Linked DNA regions of Hordeum vulgare: region 1 is linked to region 2. A link is a contact called in public Hi-C data. All regions are on one chromosome and are shown on one strand. The core of a region is the stretch at or near the end of the contact, and the rest is flanking DNA. Distances in the headings are between cores, read along the strand shown. Region 1 has its middle 180 kb from the start of LOC123395880. Region 2 has its middle 14 kb from the start of LOC123399074.

Region 1 (5,908 bases), core at 1,713-4,212, 700 kb before region 2:
TACGTACGTACGTCGTATACCCGCGCGTTTGCGGCCGGTGGCTGGTCGGGCGTCGCCGTCCGTCGTGCGGGCCCCAACTAACCGACCGTGTCTGTAATCAAGCACATGCATTGACCGACGGGTCTCCAAATATTCACCGGTGACTAAACCACGCAACATATGCATGCATGCGCTTTTGAGTGAGTGAGTGAGTGACGCATACGCTTACGACGGAGACCACGTACCGACGGGCCAACGCCTTTTCAACCAGGAGAAACACGCCTTTCCAACCATCTGCCTCTTTCTCTCTCTCTCTCTCTCACCCGTTTTAGACGGTGAAAAGTATAAACTCCACCAGTAGAGGCGTAGGAGCAATGGCTGCAGGTACCCCTCGATCCAGTCGCTGACTGTGCATGGTTGATTTGATCATCTCCATGGATGATTACCGGTTGAAACGTGTCGAACAAATCAATCATATCCTGCACTAATACGTAACCGATACTTTTTAAACATGGTACGCACAAACTAGAAGAATTGGACGCGCTTTGCTGCGCCGTTGGTGCTATTGAATTTTCATAAGAAAATTACTCTCCCTATTTGAAAATATTAGGTGCATTTGTTTTTTTTGAAAAGGCAAACCTCTAAGTTTCACCAAATTTGTAAAAAAATGTCAAATCAATGTCATTGGCTTCATCACGAAATGGATTTAGTGCAAGTTAAAGAAATTCCTCTTTTGAAAAACAAATATGATTTATATTTTTGAACCGATTGGGTATTTGGTTTGGCGAGTTCGGAAGATGAGGGAGTGTTTTTTACATTTATTTATAATGCGGTGTTATGGGGCTTTGCACGGTGTGATTCTGGGTTATCAGCTAAACAATCCATACCTATGTGGTGAAATTTTCTACATCAATGGCTTCATGTTTCCACTTCTTTTTTCTATGTGGTGCGGTGGTGCGTGAGATTGATATGTTTCTATAAGTTGGTCGATGTTATTTGTTAAAAATAATCATTGACACCGTCAAAATATGAACCAAATAAATTAAATACCTTAATCAAATAGGAGAGCTCAAAATTAAGGAGAATAGTGAATTAAAAGAATGGAATGAGAGAGTTCATTAAGAAATTATTGACCCGATAAAATTAGTAAATCTATATTATAAAATATATTTATATACATTCATATGTAGTTTATAGTAAAAAAATAAAAAAGTATTTAAAAACGAAGGGAGTACGATGTACAAGTAAAAACTCTTTCGTTGATGGAGGTATATAGAAATTGCATGCACGCATGCATCACCATAAGAAATATCTAGGGAGGAACGACATGCATCATCATATGGCTTGGACCCGCACCTCATGGGCTGGCTTCGGTCGATCTGGTAGAACTGTTCAGCGTACGTGTGGGCCGGTGGATGCAGACTAGCTTGCAGTGTATATCCACCAAAATCATTTTCTTAATCGGACCTGAGGGTATTAGGAAAGGAAAAATCTTGCAACTTGCAATGGTAGCTAGTGACTCCATGTATTAATTTCTTGCAAGTTGTGAGGTTTATCTACTGTGTATAGTACCACAGATATGCAAGTGTACGCATGTGTGCATGTTCTTGTCCTTCTCCTTCTTCGGTTGGTGATGAGTCAACTTTGATTTTGTCCAGTATCACTGTATTAGCTCATCCATGTGTGCATACATACTACACCCTCTGTAAATTAATATAAGAGTGTTTAATTAGATTACTAAAGTAGTATTCTAAATGCTTTTATAGTAGTTTACAGAGGGAGTATTATATATTTCCGTTTGAAAATACTTGTCATAAGAATGGATTTATCTAGATATTTTTAGTTCTAGATATATTTATTTTTATCTATTTATGCAACAAGTAATTTCCGGCCGGAGAGAGTACCTGTCTTTCCATGCATTATGTATATCCTACTTGGCAATTGAAAAACGACGGCATCAACATATATCTGGTATTTCTCCAATCAGCCAATGGGTTTTAGCTATATAATTAGTACCAGTGGCGTTCCTCTGACATGCTCTTCATGGTCTCACATGTAAACATCAGAGGCAACAGTTTCCATAATGATGGTACCGGTCAGTGCATGATACTGCAATTAAAGAAGCGGCAGGCTGCAGGTGAGATCGGACCGGTAGCCGGTAGGTACTCTCTACTCTGTGTGGCAGTTGGTAGTTTTTTCCGGTACCAGAGACCAAAGGTTGGTACTCCATCTGATGAAGGGAGAAAGATTCCAAAAACCTTGATTTCGGTAGGCCCAATATGCCCAATTTGCGATGTACGTACGCGTGAGAGAGATTGAACTATATGCAGGGACCAGACCAGACTGAGGTAGCTCCGTGGGCCACTTGCCACATGCATGATCTGCTGCAAATGATGCACACTTAAACTGTTATTAATAAATGAATATAAACAAGCAAATATCAGGATAGCAAGGTTAGCGTTTGGAATGTACGATCAATAATTCAGGTGTGCATTTTACACAGAGGAATCTTCTGGAGGGCAATCATGATGCCCATGATATGATTATAAAAGTGATCATATGATTAGAAGATCATTAGCGCGCGGCGATTTGCCGCTCAAATGATGGCGGCAGGAGGGTCGTACGTGTGTAATAGACCAGCTGAGTAGTCAGGCAGTCGATGTCGATCGATAATTAATGGGGACTTGTAGTCATGCACGTACATGTGCGTGAGATGTGCAGGTTGCCACGATCTTCCATCTTCATCCATGCATGAGATGGACATGGAGGTCGATGGTCGAGGTCGACCGGCCGACGCTGAGGTGGTTGCAGATAGCGTCCATGTGACTCCATGTGCGCGCGCGGGCGCCGGCGTACGTCTGATCGGCCGGACGGACAGACGGCGGACGGTCCGTCGTTCGTTGGCGCGCGGGACCGGCCGGCAGGCCGGCCGTCCGCCGCAGGGTCCCCGCCCAAGCTCGATCACAACAAAATGCATGCATGCATGCGTGGTTTGCTCGACACACGCATGGATGTGTCCCTGTCATTGGCCTCTCGGCCAAGATAGTCGTACCAGTACATTTGTTGCTTTTCGAAGAGAGTTTGATAGCAGAACAAAGCAAGAATGTTAAACACAATTGAACTAACACGTGAAGTAATTTCATAGGATCGTCACAAAGATAATAATCGTAGCAGTATGGCTATGATCTCTAAATATCCCAACCTCTAGACTTGGGCTTGTTGTTCAAAACAAGTGCGGGATTTTTTTTTGGAAAAGGAGGTTAAACCCCCGGCCTCTGCATCAACTATATTTATTAATTATTTCATAATGATTTAACAAAAATATACATCAATCCATGTGAAACCACCACTCAAACCTATAAACCCGATAACGTGGAATGCTTTCACTTTTCATATTTAAAATCGGTGTCGTCACCAATCCATCCGCATAACGTATCGGGACCAACAACTGATGCAGCAGACCTAAAACGCACACCATTGCACATGTTTTAGAAGCCATCATCATTGGACCATTGACTCATCTTCAGGAGAGAGATCCGCATCATCCTTGCTAGTCCGGACATTCGTCGACACCACCACGGCGCCAATGCCATGCGCTCATTCGTCCAGAGGCGGAACTCTAGAAGAAATGTCATGCGTAACACCTGCCAACCAGGCATGACTCGGCGTATCATCTGTCGGCCAGGCATGACTTGACGGCTCCGCAAAAGCTTCGTGCAAGACGAAACCGTTCAACCTCCTCCATCTGTGATCGAGCGCTTCTCCATAAAAGATGCTCCCAATAGAGAAACGACACCGCAGTACCGCCAACGTCCGATCTGAAAGGCCAGATCTTAGGGTTTCCCCCGAAGCAGTGCCCACCACCAGCAACCGTCAAGGATTCACACAGTGCCCACCATCACTCAGCCCTCAAGGTGACTCCTTCAGGAAGGTCATGACGTCAAAGACTTTGCTACCGCCCACCGAAGTTCAGGTTTTCACCCGAGAGGCAGGTAGGGGGGAAGTGGAGGAGCAGAGGAAGACCAACATCTCCAAGAAGAAAATCGCCCTTGAGCATCGTCGTATGTGCGGCCGGCCGGGACCGACCAAGGGGTTTCCCCCAATCTGGATCTCCTCCACCGGCTTCACCCGCGGCCATTGGCCCGGGTCCCGACAGGACACGCCGGCACCGCGAGGAACCCGCAGGAGGGAAGCACACCGATCAGGGCCGGAGGACAACGGTCAGATCAGGCGCCGCCGGCCGCCAGAGCAGCCATGCCAGGCCCTGGTCCATCGACGATCCGTCGGTCGTCTGACCAGACTACTCGCACCACGCTAGCCCCGTCGCTCAGCGCATCACGGAGGAGCATCGTCGAAAGGGCCGCCTCCCCAGATCTCATCGCTCTCCAGCTCAAGGCGGGGTATCAAGGGCCCCGCCGCTACGGTCCACGGCTGCGGCATGGGCTAGCCCGACGCCAGCCTAATGCGGCGGCGAGGAAGGGAGGGAGAGGAGATGGCTATGCCGACGGTGGGAGAGGGGTCACCCCTGAGTCGCCCGAGAGCGTTGGACTTCGGGATGGATGGGAAGAGGGTGAGGAAATGGTTTTGGATCTAGTCTCTGTTGCGAAGGAGGCGGTCGGAGGCGGGAGATCAGGCGGCGGCGGCGGCGGCGGAGCTCCCTCCCGCTGTGGGCGAGGGAGCCGCAAACCCAAAGTGTAATTATTCATAAAATTGGATGGATAATTTCACTTCCTCGTTCTCTGCACAAAATATGAATGCATACGGTCTTTTAAGTATGACTATTAGGATTTTTATTTGGTTACACATAAGCCTAACCTAGTCCTCGATAAAAAAGTGACTATCCAAGCCTGGTCTAACCCTTGATAAAGAAATGAGTATTAGAAAAGTCTGGTCCTTCAAAATAAGTAGGAATCTAAATTTGTCTCAGTAAGAATTCGAACCCAGATATTAAGTAGATGTTAAGTTTATACATCCATTCTCTCAATGAATTGAGGTAGGCTCACTCCCCAAAACAAGTACGAGCTAGTAGTTCGACCAATTTAATCGACAAGTAAAGCGATAAGAACATACTACCACGGGGAAAATTACGGTTGTATTGTAGCCGGAGTTTCTTAATTTGGAGCACAGGTGAAATTATTTTGGTGTCTATAGCCATCTGCTTTATATTAATTTAGTGAGCTAATTAATATTTCATCACCTAACCACTGATTAATCGGATTTGATATTATCAGCACCTAGTGATTTATTGGGATCAAAAGTGAAGGGGTCCAATTAACTAACTACTACCAGACGTCTGTACGTGTGCACAAGGGGTGGGATAGTAGTTAATAACACGACGACTCAATCACATAACAAAAATCTCAAATTTCAATTATATATATTAGAAGATTGGTCACGGAGCATCTTGACCCGCCGCCTAATCAAGCTAGAAACCAGTCTATGATTTCTAACAACCAAACTAAGAGCAACTCTAGCAGACCCGCATCCCGTCGACCCGCAAAACACGTTTACAGGTCGCGCAAAATCATTTTTACGGGCCGACGCGGGCTGACATAGATGCAGACCCCCCAAACAGATCCGTAAACAAGTATATTTGCGGAATATATTTTTTTACAGGTCGGCTTTGCGGGGTCTGCTCGGGCTCCACCACGACGACCCGCAAACAGAAAAACTGCAAATCTCGCATTTGACATAGGGTTTGGCAAACAAGTTCAAATTCAAACGAAATAAACAGTTTGCACTCAAATAAAAGCGAAGTTCATTACGCAAAAGAGGGCATGCAAAGGTTTGCGCCCATGTCCGGCATCATCTTGGGGGTCGATCTTCACTCCGTGCCATGGGGTCCATATTGAAGTTCATCGGCGCCATGGAACCCACCCCTGTCGCTTGTTCCAACTCCCGCACTGAAATCATCCACATTGGCACCATA
Region 2 (5,816 bases), core at 895-3,394:
TCTGAGGTCACCGACACGAGATCAAGCGAAAGAAGGAGAGGGCACTGGAATCGGGGGAAATAGTCACGTTATAGGAAACAAAACTGAGGTTTTTAACACATGGTACTATTCATCAATCTAGGCCTTGAAATTTCTTTTTTTACAGGTCGCAATTCATAGTATTTTATCATGAATTTTTGCACAAGTGTACATTACATCCTTACATACATGCGTATTTGTTTCATAATTTTTTAAAACCGTAAAATTTGAAATTTGAAATTTTTCAAAATTTGGCATCCATGAAGCTCGGGATCCAAAAGGCCTTACTGCAGTTCAAAAGATAATATATTTGGCAAAGAACGTAGCATATATTATATAGGAGTCACAAATATTACAAACATGGTAACTTTTGAAGACGAATTGATCTTATAATTTTTCGTGCCACATAACTTATGTTTTATTGTCAAAGATGATGCAAAAAAGTGGTGACACCATGTAAATAAAAAATGGGGATAATAATTGACGTTTTTCATATGTCTAATGCATGTTTCCTGATCTTGAAGCATCATCGATCCAAAAGGAGGTAGCAACAGTGAGTAAATTGCCACTCGTCTTGCTTCCACCACCACCACCTTATGAACAATTAAATAAAACTATGTACACCCAGCCCAGTTTGCTCTAAAAGCTAGCGAGCGCTGCAAGCATGACAACATACAAAATCGAAAAGTAGTGCCCAATACAACCCAGTAGGATAATCTTACTTAGTCTACAGATTAACGAATTCCATGCCTTTTCTAACACGCATATGCTTATAGTTAATAGGTAGGCCACCTTAATCCAAACCGACCAGCCCTGCAATTTTAGTGTGGGTGACATTGACCACGCGCGTGCAAAAAATAAATGGGTGAAAAGGGCTTGACTGTATGTATTGGTCAGCGCACAACTGACGACTACACATGCACTATCTGACTATCATATACCTAAAGCAAACCTATGACCGAATCAGAAGAGCAAATAATCAGCAGCCACCGCATGAGCATCACAGTTAACTCAGCTGCGCACATTTTGGAACCTAACTTATCAATCTTACAGCTAGACAAATTAGTCATCAATTAAACAGATACAACACACGGAGAGAAAGTCAAAATATGCATGCAAGAGAGAAACAACACTGATGAAGAGTGGCAGCTAAGCTAGTTCTTGATGCTCATGCATGCGTATGCAGTGATGCCATCCTGCACCATGCATTGATGCAGTTCAGCATATGCATTTCAGATGCATGTATCATCCAGATCTTTCGATCCATCTTTGACCTTGTTCCAACAGGGAGGAGCGAGAGAATGCGAGGTCGACGGTGAAACACGTAGGCGTCGGCGGCGCTTTTGCATAGGAGTTTGGGGAAGGGCGGCAAATTCAAACTATCTGGAAACAATTAACTCCGTTCCTTGTCGTCAAATAGCTACTAGCTAGCTGGACATAGGCGTACTCCATAGTGTGAGTTCTTACTTTTGCCGTTTTGCGCACGTGTCGGTATAAGAACAAAAGCCGGAATGAGCTGCATGCATGCATACATGCATGCACAGTACGTAGTTCCAGCAGCGCCTTCGGGTTTCATGTGTTATGTGTATATTAGACTAGATAACTCTACCCTTGTCTCCCTTAGATTAGACGGTGCGTACGTGTTCAGCCCTTCTCCAAGCATTCAGTAAGCTTCTGAGCCGAAACAGCTTGCTTGCTAGCTGTTTTCGTATTCATACGCTCGAATTGATCGTCCGACACACATGGATGATTACGTCAACGTACGATAGTCTTGGTCACCAAGTATATATACGTGGAACATATGCATGTAATGCAATGGCCGGTTCTCCGCTTCATGCATGCGGCCGTGAACAAAACCGAAAATATTATATGCATGCAGCCATGCAACATAAACCACCTGTCGATCTCTCCTGCCGGGTACGTGGTCGGTTCAGTTTAGTTTTGTGGCGTACGAGTGTGAGTACATGCATCATGCATGTAATACTTTGGCTTAGTTTATTGTTCCCTGGCCTAAAATTAACGTGTACCACTGTCCACACATTGATCGATCAAGGAAACGTAGTACCGACGAAGCATCTATAGCGAGCCATCTTGTGGTGGCCAAGGGGCCACAACCGTACACATGTATTGAAAGATCATGCAAATTAACTCGCCGCTCACCTGAGCATGTGGCCAAGAGAGACAGAGAGAGGTGGTGTGTGTACCACGATTTGCAGCTGCATGTTCCATATTTCGGCGATTCGACCATTTTTATTATAACTATTAGCTAGCTTGATGTGACGCGACATAGGTCAATCTGAAGATTTCGCTCTTGCTTAGCATCTAATTAAGTAACCTGGGCGGCTGGCCAGGAGAGAGAGATTAAGTACCACGTTGGCAGCTGCTACATGTAGCTGCATGTTCGATCTGTCGGTGATTCGACTCTTATTTAACTACCTACCTTCATGTGACGCGGCATAGGTCAATCTGTAGATTTCGCTCTAGCTTAGCATCTACATTTTTGTAACCCCGAGCGAGAGCCACGTGAATGAAGTTACGACATAAGATTATTGTGTGCAGCTGAGTGAAAAGGTTAAGGATGGAATGGTGCGCACTAGTAGAAAAAATGGCTTTGATCCATTTGATAAAAATCCCATTAATTCTGGTTCCTTCACGAATCTGGACCCATGGGAGCATCGGTCCCGGTTCGAGAGATCAGGGTGTCGGCCGGGCATCGTGGGTCATTGGTCCCAGTTCGTATGACGCCTTTGGTCCTGGTTTCAGACATAAACAGAGATCAATGTGCCTCGCTCCTGGTAGTCCCAGTTTGTGGCTGAAACGGGGTCTCAATGTTGAACTTTAGTCTCGGTTCCAGCCACAAACCGGGACAAATGTTTGGCCTATATATACCCCCTGCCCGCGAGCAGAGCAGTGCACTCCTCTATTTTTTGACCGTCTGTGGGAGAGCTTTGTGGTGCTCTAGCTCACCTCCTATGCACATGAGGTGTTCGATGAAATGTCTGAGCCACACTTAAGCTTTCTCCTCTTGAATCTCCTTTTTCAAGCTTCATTTTTCTCAAGTTTTCTGTAGCTTTGACGGTCCGTCCTGTCCCGTCCCCGTCCTCACCACCGTCGATCGCCCGCGCCCATCTCGGCGCCGGCAACACCGTGGTTAGTCTCTTCTTCTTATCTTTTTTCTAAAAGAAAAATGTTCTTACTTGTATGATTTAGATAGATACTTATGTAATTTTCTTACTTTTACTATTGTTTGTTATTATATAGTGCGATGGTTTTCGTATCTGCCTTCGTCTGCCATCGTCCTGTCTATGATACGGATGTGGTATATATTATCTTTTATAACTGCTTGTTTTATTTAGTGTTTATGACAATTATGTCGACCAGCATGACATAGATTTTTTAATCTAGAAGGTATGTGAACCGAAAATTCCAACCGACATAGAAATTCTTGCCGAGAAGTTCAATTTTGTTGAAAAAGAAAACAATTACTTGAAAGAAAAATTACAAAGAGTTGAAGAGGAGAAGATGATATTGGAGTTGGATGTTGCCGATGTCGTCGACGATCACAAGATCAAGATGGATGCAATACGCTTGAGGATTAGAAAGATTAGAAAATATGTCATTCATACTAAGGTTTGATATCATTACGTCGTTGGATCAATTGGTACCTTAGTTGCGGTTATGATCGCATTTGTTTGCATTTAAATTTTATAGTTGCAATGTATGTTCTAATTAGATGCTCTAGAGAGCTATATGTTGTTTAATAATGAGAACTATGTATGAACGTTATGTATTTAGTTTGGTCACTATTATACTTTGGCTTTAATGTGATGATGAATTTCTATTAATTTGGTTGCTTTTATATTCATGATATGTTGTAATGGTTTTTAATACACTTTATTATATAATGCATGCAGATAAACCGATAATGGATGTACGGTGACCGACGCACCTCCGAGTATATTAAGGGCCTGCATAATTTTCTCAAATCGGCTGAGGCAAACAAGCAGAATGGTTTTATGCATTGTCCATGTACTGTCCGTGGAAATATGAAGGCTTTCGGCGACTATAAAACCCTTCACTTCCACCTACTTCAGAAGGGTTTTATGCCACGCTATGATGTTTGGACCAAGCATGGAGAAAGAGGGGTTATGATGGAAGACAACGTAGAAGAAGAGGATGATGACAACTACCCGCCCCCTGAATACGGTGATGCTGCAATGGGGGTAGCTGAAGATCAAGAGGAACCAGACGATGTGCCCGATGATGATCCTCATTGGGTCACTCTTGATGCACATAGAGAATGTGAAAGTGAAAGGGAGAAGTTGAAGTTTGATCGCATGTTAGAGGAACACAAAAAAGGGTTGTACCCAAATTGCGAAGATGACAACACAAAGCACGGTACCACACTGAAATTGTGGCAATGGAAGGCAGACAATGGTGTATCTATAAGATGACATAAATATTTGTAAAGAATGCACGGATCTGAAAGTTTCAGAACCGTTGACTAAAACCTCTCTCACGAGCAAGACGTGATCAGACGCCATAACTATATGGGTGTTGGATTCGTTGGAATCACATGATGATGTGAACTAGATTATTGACTCTAGTGCAAGTGGGAGACTGTTGGAAATATGCCCTAGAGGCAATAATAAATTAGTTATTATTATATTTCTTAGTTCATGATAATCGTTTATTATCCATGCTATAATTGTATTGATTGGAAACACAATACTTGTGTGGATACATAGACAAAACACTGTCCCTAGTAAGCCTCTAGTTGACTAGCTCGTTGATCAAAGATGGTCAAAGTTTCCTGGCCATAGGCAAGTGTTGTCACTTGATAACGGGATCACATCATTAGGAGAATCATGTGATGGACTAGACCCAAACTAATAGACGTAGCATGTTGATCGTGTCATTTTGTTGCTACTGTTTTCTGCGTGTCAAGTATTTGTTCCTATGACCATGAGATCATATAACTCATGGACACCGGAGGAATGCTTTGTGTGTATCAAACGTCGCAACGTAACTGGGTGACTATAAAGATGCTCTACAGGTATCTCCGAAGGTGTTCGTTGAGTTAGTATAGATCGAGACTGGGATTTGTCACTCCGTGTGACGGAGAGGTATCTCGGGGCCCACTCGGTAATACAACATCACACACAAGCCTTGCAAGCAATGTAACTTAATGTAAGTTGCGGGATCTTGTATTATGGAACGAGTAAAGAGACTTGCCGGTAAACGAGATTGAAATAGGTATGCGGATACTAACGATCGAATCTCGGGCAAGTAACATACCGAAGAACAAAGGGAATGACATACGGGATTATATGAATCCTTGGCACTGAGGTTCAAACGATAAGATCTTCGTAGAATATGTAGGATCCAATATGGGCATCCAGGTCCCGCTATTGGATATTGACCGAGGAGTCTCTCGGGTCATGTCTACATAGTTCTCGAACCCGCAGGGTCTGCACACTTAAGGTTCGACGTTGTTTTATGCGTATTTGAGTTATATGGTTGGTTACCGAATGTTGTTCGGAGTCCTCGATGAGATCACGGACGTCACGAGGGTTTCCGGAATGGTCCGGAAACGAAGATTGATATATAGGATGACCTCATTTGGTTACCGGAAGGTTTTCGTGCATTACCGGAAAAGTTTCGGGCTCATCGGTAGTGTACCGGGAGTGCCGGGAGGGGTGCCGGGGACCATCGGGAGGGGTGTCACGCCCCAAGGGGTCTCATGGGCTATGGGAAGAGATAAACCAGCCCCTAGTGGGCTGGAATAAGTTCCCACT

Evidence for each region. Hi-C and Micro-C count contacts between places; a contact is called where the count stands out from the background.
Region 1: a Hi-C map of leaf shows a contact between it and region 2, with 4 times the contacts expected there. The contact joins two enhancer-like sites. A contact is called at or near these places in 2 of 6 Hi-C or Micro-C datasets (leaf and seedling).

The regions. Positions count from the first base shown.
Region 1 is chr5H:15,965,790-15,971,697 of MorexV3_pseudomolecules_assembly, reverse strand. No RefSeq gene overlaps it. Among protein-coding and RNA genes, the nearest start is that of LOC123395880, 180 kb to the right of the region's middle. Within about 2 kb of position 2,962, at least 3 of the 3 cell types and tissues checked have open chromatin away from gene starts, as enhancers often do. A contact at or near this core is called in leaf, where this site is marked.
Region 2 is chr5H:15,262,704-15,268,519 of MorexV3_pseudomolecules_assembly, reverse strand. No RefSeq gene overlaps it. Among protein-coding and RNA genes, the nearest start is that of LOC123399074, 14 kb to the left of the region's middle. Within about 2 kb of position 2,144, at least 1 of the 3 cell types and tissues checked has open chromatin away from gene starts, as enhancers often do. A contact at or near this core is called in leaf, where this site is marked.